4 separate regions of the Mus musculus genome follow, and all the other regions are linked to region 4. The links are chromatin contacts, called in public HiChIP or PLAC-seq, Micro-C and promoter capture Hi-C maps. All regions are on one chromosome and are shown on one strand. The core of a region is the stretch at or near the end of the contact, and the rest is flanking DNA. Distances in the headings are between cores, read along the strand shown.

Evidence for each region. Promoter capture Hi-C pulls out the DNA fragments that hold promoters and counts their contacts. Hi-C and Micro-C count contacts between places; a contact is called where the count stands out from the background. HiChIP or PLAC-seq counts read pairs in DNA pulled down with a chosen protein or histone mark.
Region 1: a promoter capture Hi-C map of embryonic stem cells shows a contact between it and region 4, with 3 times the contacts expected there. The contact joins the enhancer-like site here to the promoter of Dpysl4 in region 4. A contact is called at or near these places in 8 of 39 promoter capture datasets (the 3T3-L1 cell line, 3T3-L1-derived adipocytes, the HPC-7 cell line and 3 more), 1 of 115 datasets of contacts at active chromatin or transcription factors (embryonic stem cells) and 1 of 9 other capture datasets (liver).
Region 2: an H3K4me3 HiChIP or PLAC-seq map of stem cell-derived neural progenitor cells shows a contact between it and region 4, with 4 times the contacts expected there. The contact joins the enhancer-like site here to the promoter of Dpysl4 in region 4. A contact is called at or near these places in 15 of 39 promoter capture datasets (the 3T3-L1 cell line, 3T3-L1-derived adipocytes, cranial neural crest and 9 more), 1 of 15 datasets of contacts at CTCF or cohesin (embryonic stem cells), 9 of 484 Hi-C or Micro-C datasets (the HL-1 cell line, brown adipocytes, embryonic fibroblasts and 3 more), 12 of 115 datasets of contacts at active chromatin or transcription factors (cardiomyocytes, differentiating embryonic stem cells, embryonic forebrain and 5 more) and 3 of 9 other capture datasets (adipose tissue, embryonic stem cells and liver).
Region 3: a contact with region 4 is called in a Micro-C map of embryonic stem cells, with 1.8 times the contacts expected there. The contact joins the enhancer-like site here to the promoter of Dpysl4 in region 4. A contact is called at or near these places in 2 of 39 promoter capture datasets (HPC-7-derived erythroid cells and embryonic stem cells), 1 of 484 Hi-C or Micro-C datasets (embryonic stem cells), 1 of 115 datasets of contacts at active chromatin or transcription factors (embryonic stem cells) and 1 of 9 other capture datasets (liver).

Annotation. Positions count from the first base shown.
Region 1 is chr7:139,528,145-139,530,844 of GRCm38.p6, forward strand. The region is part of intron 8 of Inpp5a (inositol polyphosphate-5-phosphatase A); the gene reads left to right. Among named protein-coding and RNA genes, the nearest start is that of Gm33031, 53 kb to the right of the region's middle. Within about 2 kb of position 1,252, at least 45 of the 459 cell types and tissues checked have an H3K27ac peak or open chromatin away from gene starts, as enhancers often do. A contact at or near this core is called in embryonic stem cells and stem cell-derived epiblast-like cells, where this site is marked.
Region 2 is chr7:139,466,820-139,469,519 of GRCm38.p6, forward strand. All of the region lies in intron 2 of Inpp5a (inositol polyphosphate-5-phosphatase A), which reads left to right. Among named protein-coding and RNA genes, the nearest start is that of Gm46004, 79 kb to the left of the region's middle. RefSeq lists an enhancer at 1-2,700. Within about 2 kb of position 1,337, at least 174 of the 459 cell types and tissues checked have an H3K27ac peak or open chromatin away from gene starts, as enhancers often do. A contact at or near this core is called in the HL-1 cell line, adipose tissue, embryonic fibroblasts and 5 more, where this site is marked.
Region 3 is chr7:139,362,914-139,365,613 of GRCm38.p6, forward strand. No RefSeq gene overlaps it. Among named protein-coding and RNA genes, the nearest start is that of Gm32571, 3.4 kb to the left of the region's middle. Within about 2 kb of position 1,433, at least 195 of the 459 cell types and tissues checked have an H3K27ac peak or open chromatin away from gene starts, as enhancers often do. A contact at or near this core is called in embryonic stem cells and liver, where this site is marked.
Region 4 is chr7:139,084,629-139,087,328 of GRCm38.p6, forward strand. Dpysl4 (dihydropyrimidinase-like 4) reads left to right here and starts at 1,373. Exons shown (of 14, transcript NM_011993.4): 1 at 1,373-1,533. The coding sequence starts at 1,495.

The DNA.
Region 1 (2,700 bases), core at 2-2,501, 440 kb after region 4:
CCAACAAAATGTCCAATTCCTGTCCATGCCTGCCTTCCCCACAAGGTCTATGAACCCAGGCACCCTCATCCTTTGGTATCCTCAAATCATTCTTTCTGACCCCTGACCCCTGACACTTGACCAAGTGTACCCTCTGCTATGGGCCCTGCTTAGCTATCTATGTTTGTGTGGAGGCCATGGCAATGCTGCTCACTAGCTCCGGGAATAGAAAAATGGCTGCTGCTGCCCCCATCAAGACCAAGGATAGCACTCAACTCTAATGTCTTACCTCAGGATCATGTCTCAATTTCAAGGAGATTGCCAGAGTCTTGGGTAGGTGCCCCTGACAGATGCCCCTGTGGTTGTGGTGTGTTCCTCCATGGGGCCGCCTTCCTAGGCTAGTGAATCAGCAGCCAGCAGCAAAGGCCTTGTCTGTGTGGCATTTCCTGCTGTTTGCTCCATGGCCCTTTTTCTGGGACCTCCCAGGGAGCTGGGAGCCGAGAGAGAGACCAAATGTCCATCAGTCCTGGTGACCATGGTCAGCTTGTCAGTGTGGTAAGGCATTAGAATATGTCATTGCCCTACACCACCATGCCTCCAGCCTCCAAAAAAGCAGCCTCTGGGTCCAGGGGCCACCTTTGTGCATCTTTGCATCCCAATGAATGGCTTCTGTGGCGAGCTCAGCCAGCCGCAGATCCGGACCTCCGCAGTGTAGGGCTGGGCTGCTGGGCACAAAGGGGCGCTCTGCGGGAGTGGTGAATAATGGCCCGCCCTTTCATCGGGAGGCTAACCTTTTGGCAGCCACCAGCAGACTGCATTCTACTGTGCTGATTGGGGAGGACAATGCTGTACTGGCCTTTGAATGGACACCGCCACCAACAGCGCTGTATTCACAGCAGCACTGGGAACCGTGTGAGCATTGTCTGCAAGCCCCACGGAGCTGCAGGAGACAGTGAGGAGGCTGAGATAGAGAGGCTGGCTTCTCGGTTTAATCTCCCTGTCCAGCCAGTAGGTCCCTGTCTTAGTCTGAGATGAGAAGTGGGGCATTAGACCCAGGGATGAACAGTCTTGCATCCCTGTCCACAAAAGAGAAAGAAAGATGGTATTAAAATGGGCCCTGTATGTCATAACTTTTCTCCAAATCTAAGATTATTTTAATAGAAGTTATAAAGAAACAAGTCCAAGGGTCAACTCTGACAGCTCTCCAGAGCCTCAGCTGTGAGGTATGCCTGCCTGCCTGCCTGCCTGCCTGCCTGCCTGCCTGCCTGGTTGTACTAGAGCCACATGCAAAGACACCTGACACACCTGGGAGCCAGGGAGGGGCTGAGACCTCACTGCAGGACTGCCTGGCTTCACATTCTTTCTTTTTCTTTGCAGGTTTGCTTTGTATTGTTAATCTTCTTTCTCTTTCTCTTTCTCTTTCTCTTTCTCTTTCTCTTTCTCTTTCTCTTTCTCTCTCTCTCTCTCTCTCTCTCTCTCTCTCTCTCTCTCTCTCTCTTTCTTTCTTTCTTCTGTTGCTTTAGAAAGGAACTTACTCTGTAACCTAGGCTGGCCTGGTGCTCACAGCAATTCTCCTGCCTCTGCTGCCTGAGCTCTTGTGAGCCACCATGCTTTGCCTGGCTAGCCAACACTAATTGTGTCAGATGGTAGTGTTTCTGTGTTTGTGTACTTTATGAGGTTTTAGCTTTAAATATCTAGTTATAAAAGACTTTTAAACGTTTTGAGATTTATTATTTATGTGTATGAACGCTTTACCCAAATGTATATCACATATGTGCCTAGTACTCATGGAGGCCAAAGAGAACATTGGCTTTCCTGGGACTGTGAGCCACCATATGGATTCTGGAAATCAAACCCAGACCATCTGTAAGAGCAACACGTATCCTTAACCACTGAGCCTACTCTTTAGCCTAAAGTCGTGTGTGCACACACATGTATGTATGTGTGTGGAGGGGTTATTTTGTCCTGAGACAGCATCTTACAGTGTTAGCCCTAGCAGCCTGAACCTGCTTTGTAGACCAGGCTGGCTTTGAACGTCTGAGTTCAAAGATCTGCCTGCTTCTGCCATCTAAGTGCTTGGATTAAAGACATGTACTACCATACACTATTAATGAAAGATTTTAAAAGAAAACCCATAGTCTGTAAAGAGTGTGCCAGGCTCTGAGAAATTCAGGCAGGTCCAGAGGACCAGGAAGTTGGAGGCATCTGTGCTAGGGCCTGGGATGCTGAGAGGCTGCCACCCTCCCATGGCTCCAGGCAGCACCTGCGCTGCTCACTGGTGTGCTCTCTCTTCTTGACACAAGGTTAGCCCTTTGGGGGCATCTGGGGTGACTAAACCAGGACCCTGAGGCAGCAACTGTGAGCATGCCCTAAAACCTTACTGAGTGCTCGGCCCATGAGATGAGATTTTTTTTTTTCTGCCAAGTGACAGGAGCCTTCAGTGTCCTCTTTGAAATGTGGCCTAGCTAGTTCAACAGAGACATTTTTACATTACAACTGTGAAGCCCTGGCATAAAGCACCCCTCTGTCCCCCCATTATTTTCTCACAAACACAGTCCATTGTCACAGTGCTGAAGTTAATTTGATCAACATTGGGACATTTAACTTTTATGTCCAGTGAAAAGAGTTGTTTCATGCTCATTTTGGGCATTCAAAGGAAATGATTGCCAGAAAAATAATGCTCCTCTGGACAATCCGAGCAATTAGTTTCCCAGGGAGAGG
Region 2 (2,700 bases), core at 87-2,586, 380 kb after region 4:
GGACTGAGGATCTGTGGTGTGTGTGGTGGGGTCGGGGGGGGGGGGGGGAAGGACTGCTGCGCACTCAGAGTCAGGCCAGAGTGTGAGAAGCAGGCCCTGAAGAGGAGTGACACCCTCTCCTGTCAGGGTGGAACAGAGGACAGTGGCAGGAGACTCAGTAATGCTGCAGGCCTTCCTCTCCAGCACAGGCTGTGTGTCATTTGTCATGCCAGAGGAAAATGGGTGGAGCAAGACACTTAAAAAAGAAAGTTGGTTGGGCCATGAGGACTGTGCTCGGTGGTTTTGTGTCAACTTGTCACACGCTGGAGTTATCTGAAAGAAGGGAACCTCAACTGAGAAACTGCCTCCATTTGTTACAGCTCATGGAGCTGACAGGGGCTCTGGGAACCTTGGAGGCTCTGGACTGCACAGATGGGGCTCCCCTTTCTACTGTGTGCCTCACAGTAAACACCAGTGAGCTAGAGGTGGCCAGAGTGAAGAAGGACTTTACAAGACTCTGTGTGGCAAGCAGCTTCCTGAGAGAGCTGTCCAATGGCACCACAGCTTTTCTGGCTGTGCTCACAAGGCCATGGCCCTGCCGGAAAGCCAGGGAAACTAGCGGAGGCCTTGCAGCTCTGTGCATGCGGTCTTCAGTTTGAATTTGCTCTGATCTTAGTTAGAGGCACAGGCTTCTTAAATGAAAATGAATCAGTCTGTATAGTTTAGAATTCCTTAAGCATAGGGTCCAAAGACAGGACCTCGTCCCACAGCTTCTGTCTGTCACTCTTCACGGGCTGCAGGCTTCTCCTAAGTCCCCATAGGAACTGCTAGGACTTTTGCCCACAAGGGAAGAACACAGCAAGAGCCACTGGCCTCACCAAAAAACCTTGGGCTGTGCTTTTAGGCCAGCTACATTGCCTGCTCACAGGGTCAGTGAAATTTACAGTGTCCTGTGCAGAGCAGTGCGCCCTGACCCCCCGCCCCCAAGCTGGCCCTCTGTGCTAGGCATGGACTTGAGAGAGGTCGTTGGATGAGGCCTGCCACGAGCTGTAGCCACGAGCTGTAGCTAGTGAATCCCAGACTAGAGAACCACAGACCCAGGTATGGGGTGCCTGTTGCCCAGCCCATATGATGTGGTAGAGCCCCCAGCTGAGCCCCGGGCAGTGGGTGCTTAGAACCTGGCATTGGTCGCAGCCCAGAGAGCTCTTTTGTCCCTAGTGCTTATCCTGGTGGCCGGGCTCCTGTAGTACAGCCTGCAGGATGGAATTCCTTTTTAGGTCACCAGTACTCCTCTTTGGAGGAAACCTACCTAACAAGGCCTGGTTGTTGCTATTTTTAGCTCTGCTCTTGGCAGTGTACAGGGTCGATGACCACAGGCTCACAGTGTAGGCTTCCTGGGAGCTGAGCTGGCCCTGTACTCAGGCATCTGCACTGTGTCCCAAACAGAGAAGGACTTATTGTTGGAAGGCTGTGTTCCAGCCTGCATGGTGTATGTAAACCCCTGTGCTCTTTCTGGCCAAAATGTCTAGTTCACGCTTTTCCAAATATTTTACTATATTAAATGTTAGTTAATGTATTTTTGAGCTTTCCTTGAAGACTACATTCACAGAAATGGCACTAGAACCTCTCTGCAGCAGCTGCGTCATCTTTAAGTCAGAAGTGGCTCCTTGTGTCCTGGAGAAGACCTGTCAGTCCCATTGTCAAGCAAGGGCAGCACTGAATGGAATTCCATGCAGTCCACAGCTACTTCCTGTGGAGGGCTGGAGTTTATTTTCCAGGGTATTTCCCACCAGCGGTGCCATGATGTGACATCTGATAGCAGCTGACTTTACGCTCTATCCTCCAGACATCCTGCTGCCAGGCAACCTGTGAGGTCCACTGGCTTCACCAAGAAAACTGACTGTGTTGCTCTCAAGCCAGCTATGTTGCCTGCCCAGGCTCTTCAAGGGCACAAAGCTCCTTCAGGCAGCCAGTTCAGACCAGCACAGGGGCCAGCTGGTTGTCTTGTAGCTGCTATGAGGATATTACATGAGATCTCCAACTTCTCTGGTTTTGAGTGGGACAGCCTGTGCCCATCATGACGATATCTTGCTTGCCCTTGATGTAGCCTTTGGCACAAATGCTGATTCCAAACAAGTGTCACTTGTCCTCCTGTGCTGGGGACTTGGTTCCTACATTCTCATTAATACCTTACAACATTTATCTAAGGGGAGGAGTCACACTACAGACTCTCAGCTGTGGCTCGAGACCTCTGAAGCCAGTGGCAAAGCAAGAATCATAGTCCTGTGTGGTTCCTGGATAGCCCTTGCTTTTCCTCTGCTGACTCCACCCTTTGCTAAGTGGGCAGCTACAACTGGCTGGCAAGCTCTCTGGAGCCTACGGAGTGCTCAGGAGCTGTGGGTCAGACATTCGATGCTGCTATTATTAAGAATCAAATTATATGAAGTAAGTGACATAATGAAGTAAGTGACAGTGAGACTGAAGATCGTGATAGCCCTGGGCTCATCTCTCCTTAATGACTGTGTGGCGCTGTCTCTGCCTGTGGCCCTGGTTGACCTGCCTGTGCTGTGAGTCTGCAATTGCTGCTACATGGCATGAGTTACTGGTATCTCCACCCACAGGGTGTGCTCGAGGCACTGGCCCCAGGGAAATAGGTAGGTGCTGAATACCACCCTTCCCCAGGCTGGTATTGCTTGTATAGTGAGTTGAGCAAGCACTCTC
Region 3 (2,700 bases), core at 183-2,682, 280 kb after region 4:
GCAGGGATAGCTAGCCAGGTGTTTCAAATGGAAATCATTTGCTAAGTGACAATGAGATTAATGGAAAAAAAAAAAAAAAAAGCATACCGCCTCCAGTCTCTAAAATGGCTTTTTATAAATCTTCCTATTTTCCCTGCTTTATTAAAGCCAGGCTTAGAAGATATCGAACAAGTGCAGGATTAACAGGGTGGAACTGACTTGACGAATGAATTTTCTCCCCTCAGTATGAAAGCACTCTAACGCTGAAGCACAGGAACAAAGGGCCAATACTGAATGACGGACGCCACTGTGGACATTAGCAAGCTGGGTTTTGGTAACCTCCTCTTCCAAGGGCATAAGCTCCATGAAGACTTAGTCCCAGACATTTCATAGGAAAGGCAGAAAGGCAGAAAACAGCAACGGATGCCCGTCCTCCTGCAGAGCTGGAGAGGCCAACCAGTCTCCGCTTTAGCCTAGGTCAGTCTCCCGCACTCAAAGGCTACTTGGGGCTGCCAGGGAGGCGCAGAGCCAGGGCTTCTAAGAACTTGTAAGGACTGGGACTTGGAAGGCTTCAGCAGGCCTGCCGGTCTCCACTCCAGCTCCTGGACAGTTCCACCTTTGCCCATGGCAAAGCCTTCCCATTCTGTAGGAGGGTGGTCAGTGCCCACCCCTGTTGGGCTGGTGTTCCTACTCAATGCTGAGTCTGGCCCTGAGGGAATGAGTGTAAATACAAACACTGTTTTTGTGTACACACAAGCATACACCTGTAGTATATACCACACGCACAAACGTCTACACATGTACACAGCACTCATCCTGCCCCCAGCTTTCTTTTATTTTGCTACCTACCCTCCCCCATCCTGGAGACCCCTTGCAGGACTGCACAGATGGGATTTCTATACTGCTCAGGTTCAGGGATCCTGGCTGGGGTAGGAACCCGCGCGCTGCTACCCATTCACCCTGTGACCCACTTCAGAAGCTGTTTTTCTGGGCAGCTGTAATTAACTGAGCTTTTGGGGTGAGGCCAGCTCAGTGACAGGCTGCCTGGCACCTTTGGGTGCTCAGCAATAGGGCTAGACGCCGAAACCAGTAGTAGGCCAGGGTGGGCAGGCTGTGGTGGGGAGGATGGGTACTCCTGTTCAAGTGGAGAGGGTCTTAGAGTGCCCAGAGAAGCCTGGTGGGGATATGCCCACCCCCTTGAGCCTCAGGCAAGATGGCTCCCTGGGAGGTGAAGGTCAGGCCACATTCCTTGCAGAAGCTGGAATTCTGACATCAGATTTTCCATGCTCGCCTGTGGGGGAGGAGCCGGCTTTGAGCCAGAAGTGCAGGAGTGGTGGGTGGGGGAGGGGCAGAGCAGCTGAGGCTGTCTCGGAGCTCTGTAGGCCCAAGGTCCAAGGAAGGGAAGGCTCTATGGCCTGCCCACCACCTCCAGGGTCCGCGCTGCCCGGCTCTCTTCCCTGGAGCATCCTTGGCAACAGCAACTTTCTCATCCCAGCCGGACCTTGCTGAGTCACAAGGGGGCTGGGTTAGAGAACGCTAAAAATAGCTAGCGGCTAGCTGGGCCAGCACTGGAAGTTATAATTAGGAGTGGATAGAGCCATCCTCCTGGGCTGGTCTCACTGTTCAGAGCTGCTGGAGAATGGGGGGTGGGGGGTGGGAGGGGGTTCATTGAGGGGCTGTGGGGCTCCAGTATACCACCTTGTTGCTCAGGTTGGGGGTTCCTCAGCCTGACCTCTATCCTGATGCATCCTGGTAACTGTGGTGGGGCTGTTCCTGTTGACTCTGACTGCTCTTTGGTCAAGGAGACTCTTCAGGCCTTTGACTCTGACCCCAGCAATTCACCAACATCTGTGGGGTCTTTTTCTGGACACAAGGAACCTCTTGCTTCTACAATTCTTGTGTTGGGCAGGAGGAAGCAAGGCAAAACAGAATACGGTATCCTTGTTCAAAAGTGACTTAAGAATTTGAAGGCAAGCCTGGAACCTGAGGGCAGTGCCAGGAAGCCAGCCTACATCCTTCTCCTGACAGCATCTGGCCCGCAGGGGAATGCAGGGCATCTGGTACAGTCGGGGAACACCTGAATCTATAACCCGTTTCCACAGGGAAAGCAGCCACGGACAGCAGCCCCTCGTCCCACCCAACCCCGTCATCACACACATCAACTTCAGACAAAGGACACCCCGACCTCCACCCCAGACTCAGCCCCGGAAGCCACACTGGACAGGGCTTGAACCCTCAGCCAATCCTTCCGTCAGTTTCTGAGGTCGTGGGCACTGTGCTGTCCTCAGACTGACCTACCCCAGACCAATTGCCTATCCTAAAACAGTGGCACTTTTGTAGCCAGAGGCTAGAGAACCAAACAAGCCCAGGCTCTGCTGAGCCTTCACAGCCCCCAGCTCCAGCAGGGACTAGGATCCTATGAGACAGACTCCTGCAGGCAAGCCTGGCCCCCAACACAAGCACAGGGTAAGGGTGAGCAGTTCAGCTGGAAACAGCTTTCTGGCTATAAAAAGATACTTTTCTCTGTAAACAATACATTAAAAAAAAAGTAGGAAATGTCCTCTACCAGAGTCCCGCCCCCCTGCCCCCCAAAAAAAACCCATGGGGAAGCCCTGTCTGCATGTATGCAGGAGTATGGCAGGGATGGTCTGTGTCACCAAGCCGTCAGGAACACTTTGTGCGCTCTGTTTGAATGTACTCTGCCAGGGTTAGTGGCCATAT
Region 4 (2,700 bases), core at 123-2,622:
GTCCTTAGACCCTCTTCTTACATCATGGTCCAGCATGGATGCATCATGGTCCAGCATGGATGCATCATGGTCCAGCATGGATGCATCATGGTCCAGCATGGATGCATCATGGTCCAGCATGGATGCTGCCACAGCACTTGGAGTAGACACCAGCTTCACAGCTCTTGCCCTGCCTTCTGGGAGTGGGGTGGAAGTTGTGTCCTGAGGGCAAGTCGCCAGGGTTCTTCAGGACAGTTGGTGCCTCTGGCCTGGCCCAACGCTTTCAGCACCCTCTGTTTATGGACAGCATCAGTACAGAAAGGCTTATGTGGGCTCCGAGGGGGCCCAAGAGGTTGCAGCACTGCCCCATTCCACATGCAGGCCTCATGCTAGGGGTTGGGGTCACCTGGCTGCAAATATCCTACTCCCACTGTGATAGCCGGCCCTACCCTGCATGTCTGTGAAGCCTCTGGCTGGGCTTAAGCTTGGTGTTTTCTTCTGCTGTGCGGAGGATGTCTTGGAAAATAAGAGCTATCGATGGATGCACCACCCGACAGCCTGAAGAAGTCCTCAGGTTGGTGAGCTACACCAGGAACCACAGGGCCCCCAAAGAGCCAGGCAGAGATGATCCAGCCAACGCAACCTGTCCCTGGGGCCTGCCCAATGTGGCCCCAGTCTGCAGGCCTCAGCAGGTAAAGGAAGTAGGACTCAGGTTTGGGGCAGGAAGCTTGGCTAGCTATCGGTCCTGGTCCCACCTGGATTTCTCTACAGAGTCTCCTCTTCGGTCTTCCCTGGCAGTGTCCAGTCCAGCCCTTTCATCTTTGTCTTGGTTGTTTCTCTCTGCCACTTCAATGACTACCCACCTCCTACCTTAGACTGGTGTGACCTGCCAAGGAACAGTTTGGCCTAGGCATCACCACTCCCTAGTCCCGCGGTCACACCAGGCTAGGGGATTGCGCTCCAACCCGGAACCATTCCTTGAATATGTATGGATTCTGCTAGAGATGCTAGGCTAGATTTTGGCTCCTCCACCTAGATGTGAGAATTAGTTTTGAACCCTGGAGCCTAGGATGCCTCGGGCCACCACAGAACAAGGCTAGGTGCGGCCAGGCTGGCCAGGTAACTCTTCTCCTGTCATTCCCTGATTGCAAACTTCATAAGTGATGGTCCTGACAGGTCGTAAGTCATCCTTCTCTACTCCGCACAGGTGGACCGGGGTGCAGTGGTCCCAGCCTGTGGCCTCCAGGATGCTCTTGGGGAAGGGAGGGAGAGAGGGAAGGAAAAGAAAAGGAAAAGGGAAAGATTTCCAAGCAAACCAGCACAAACGGGAGCAAGGGGGAGGGGCCCGGATGCAAATGACGGTCGGTGGGCGGGGCCTGGATGCAAATAAGCTAATCGGAGCCCAGAGCCGGGCTAGCTCACACTCGGACTTCCTAAGCTCCGCGCGTGTCCTCGTCGGTACGTCCACGCCCGCGCAGCCCCTACCGAGGACACTCAGCCCGCCCGTGTATCAGGATGTCCTTCCAAGGCAAGAAGAGCATTCCCCGGATAACGGTGAGTCGGGCCCCCGCCCTCGCTGCGTCTGCGCCCCTTGCCCACGGCGGGAGTGGCTTGGCTTGCACGCTCAACGGACGACCCTCCCGGCCCTGTCCGTGAGTCCCACACCTGCTCCAGTCCCCAGCCCAGCGCCACCTTTTCTGCCCTCTCCTTCGCGCGCCGCCAGCAGCGGAGAGAGCTCTCCAGGCCGCGCGGAACCCTTTGCGCAGTCGGCGCACAGGCCCGCGGCCCCGCCAGCTCTCCGGAATCCGGTGATCCGCTTGGAGAGGCCGGGTACGCGAGCGGCCTGCTAGCCGGAGCATAGGTGGCCGGCCTCCTGCTGGGTCTAGCGTGTGGCGGATGGGGTTCAAGTGGACATTGCCTGGAGCTCTGTCTCCAGGACGCCCGGCGGACACAGCCTTTGTTGGCCCCGGGGCCTCAAGGCACTCGGACGTCCGAAGCTGCTCCCAGAGCAGCCCGTGGCCGTCTACCCCCTGGGCGCGCCGCTTTCGTGTCTCTAGCGCTTTGTCCGAGACAAAGCGATTTAGCCCTGGCTAGTAGATCTGATGTCCCTGGAGGCCCCGAGCCCCTGCACGAAGCCGGGTTCGGAGACTCCACGGAGAGGTGAGTACTAACTGACCACTGAAACCAACATCCCTACAGAGCCCCCTTTCAGAACAGACCTCCTCAATACAGACACGCAGAAAGTGAGAGGTCAGTGTGTCCACCCTGCCGGCCAGGAAACAAAGCCTTCCCAATGGGGCTGCTGGAAGCCTCGGGGGAAGGGAAAGGGAGCTGGGATCAGCTGGACCAGGTCGCGGGCTCCGGGAGGTCTTTAAAAAGCTCTAGACTTGTTCTCATCATAAGAGCTCTGGAGTCTAATCAGGCTGTTGGAGAGGTCAGCTCCCTAGCCTTCTACGGGGAGTCCTCTTCTCCTATTAGAGGAACCAAAAGTAGTTCCTGCCTTTTGGCTGCCTACTGTTCCTAGGGGTCCAGGCCTGAGGGAAAAGTCCCACCAGCTAGCTGGCAGTGAGTAGAGATGGAGGTAGCAGTCTCCTGCCTAGTCAAGCAGTGTTCATGAAAAGAGAGAGGGCTCACTGGAATTCCCATTCATCTAGATAGTGTATATCACAGTATTGCTTGCTCCCCCAAATCCGGGGAACCCCAGAGTGCAAATTCTGGTGC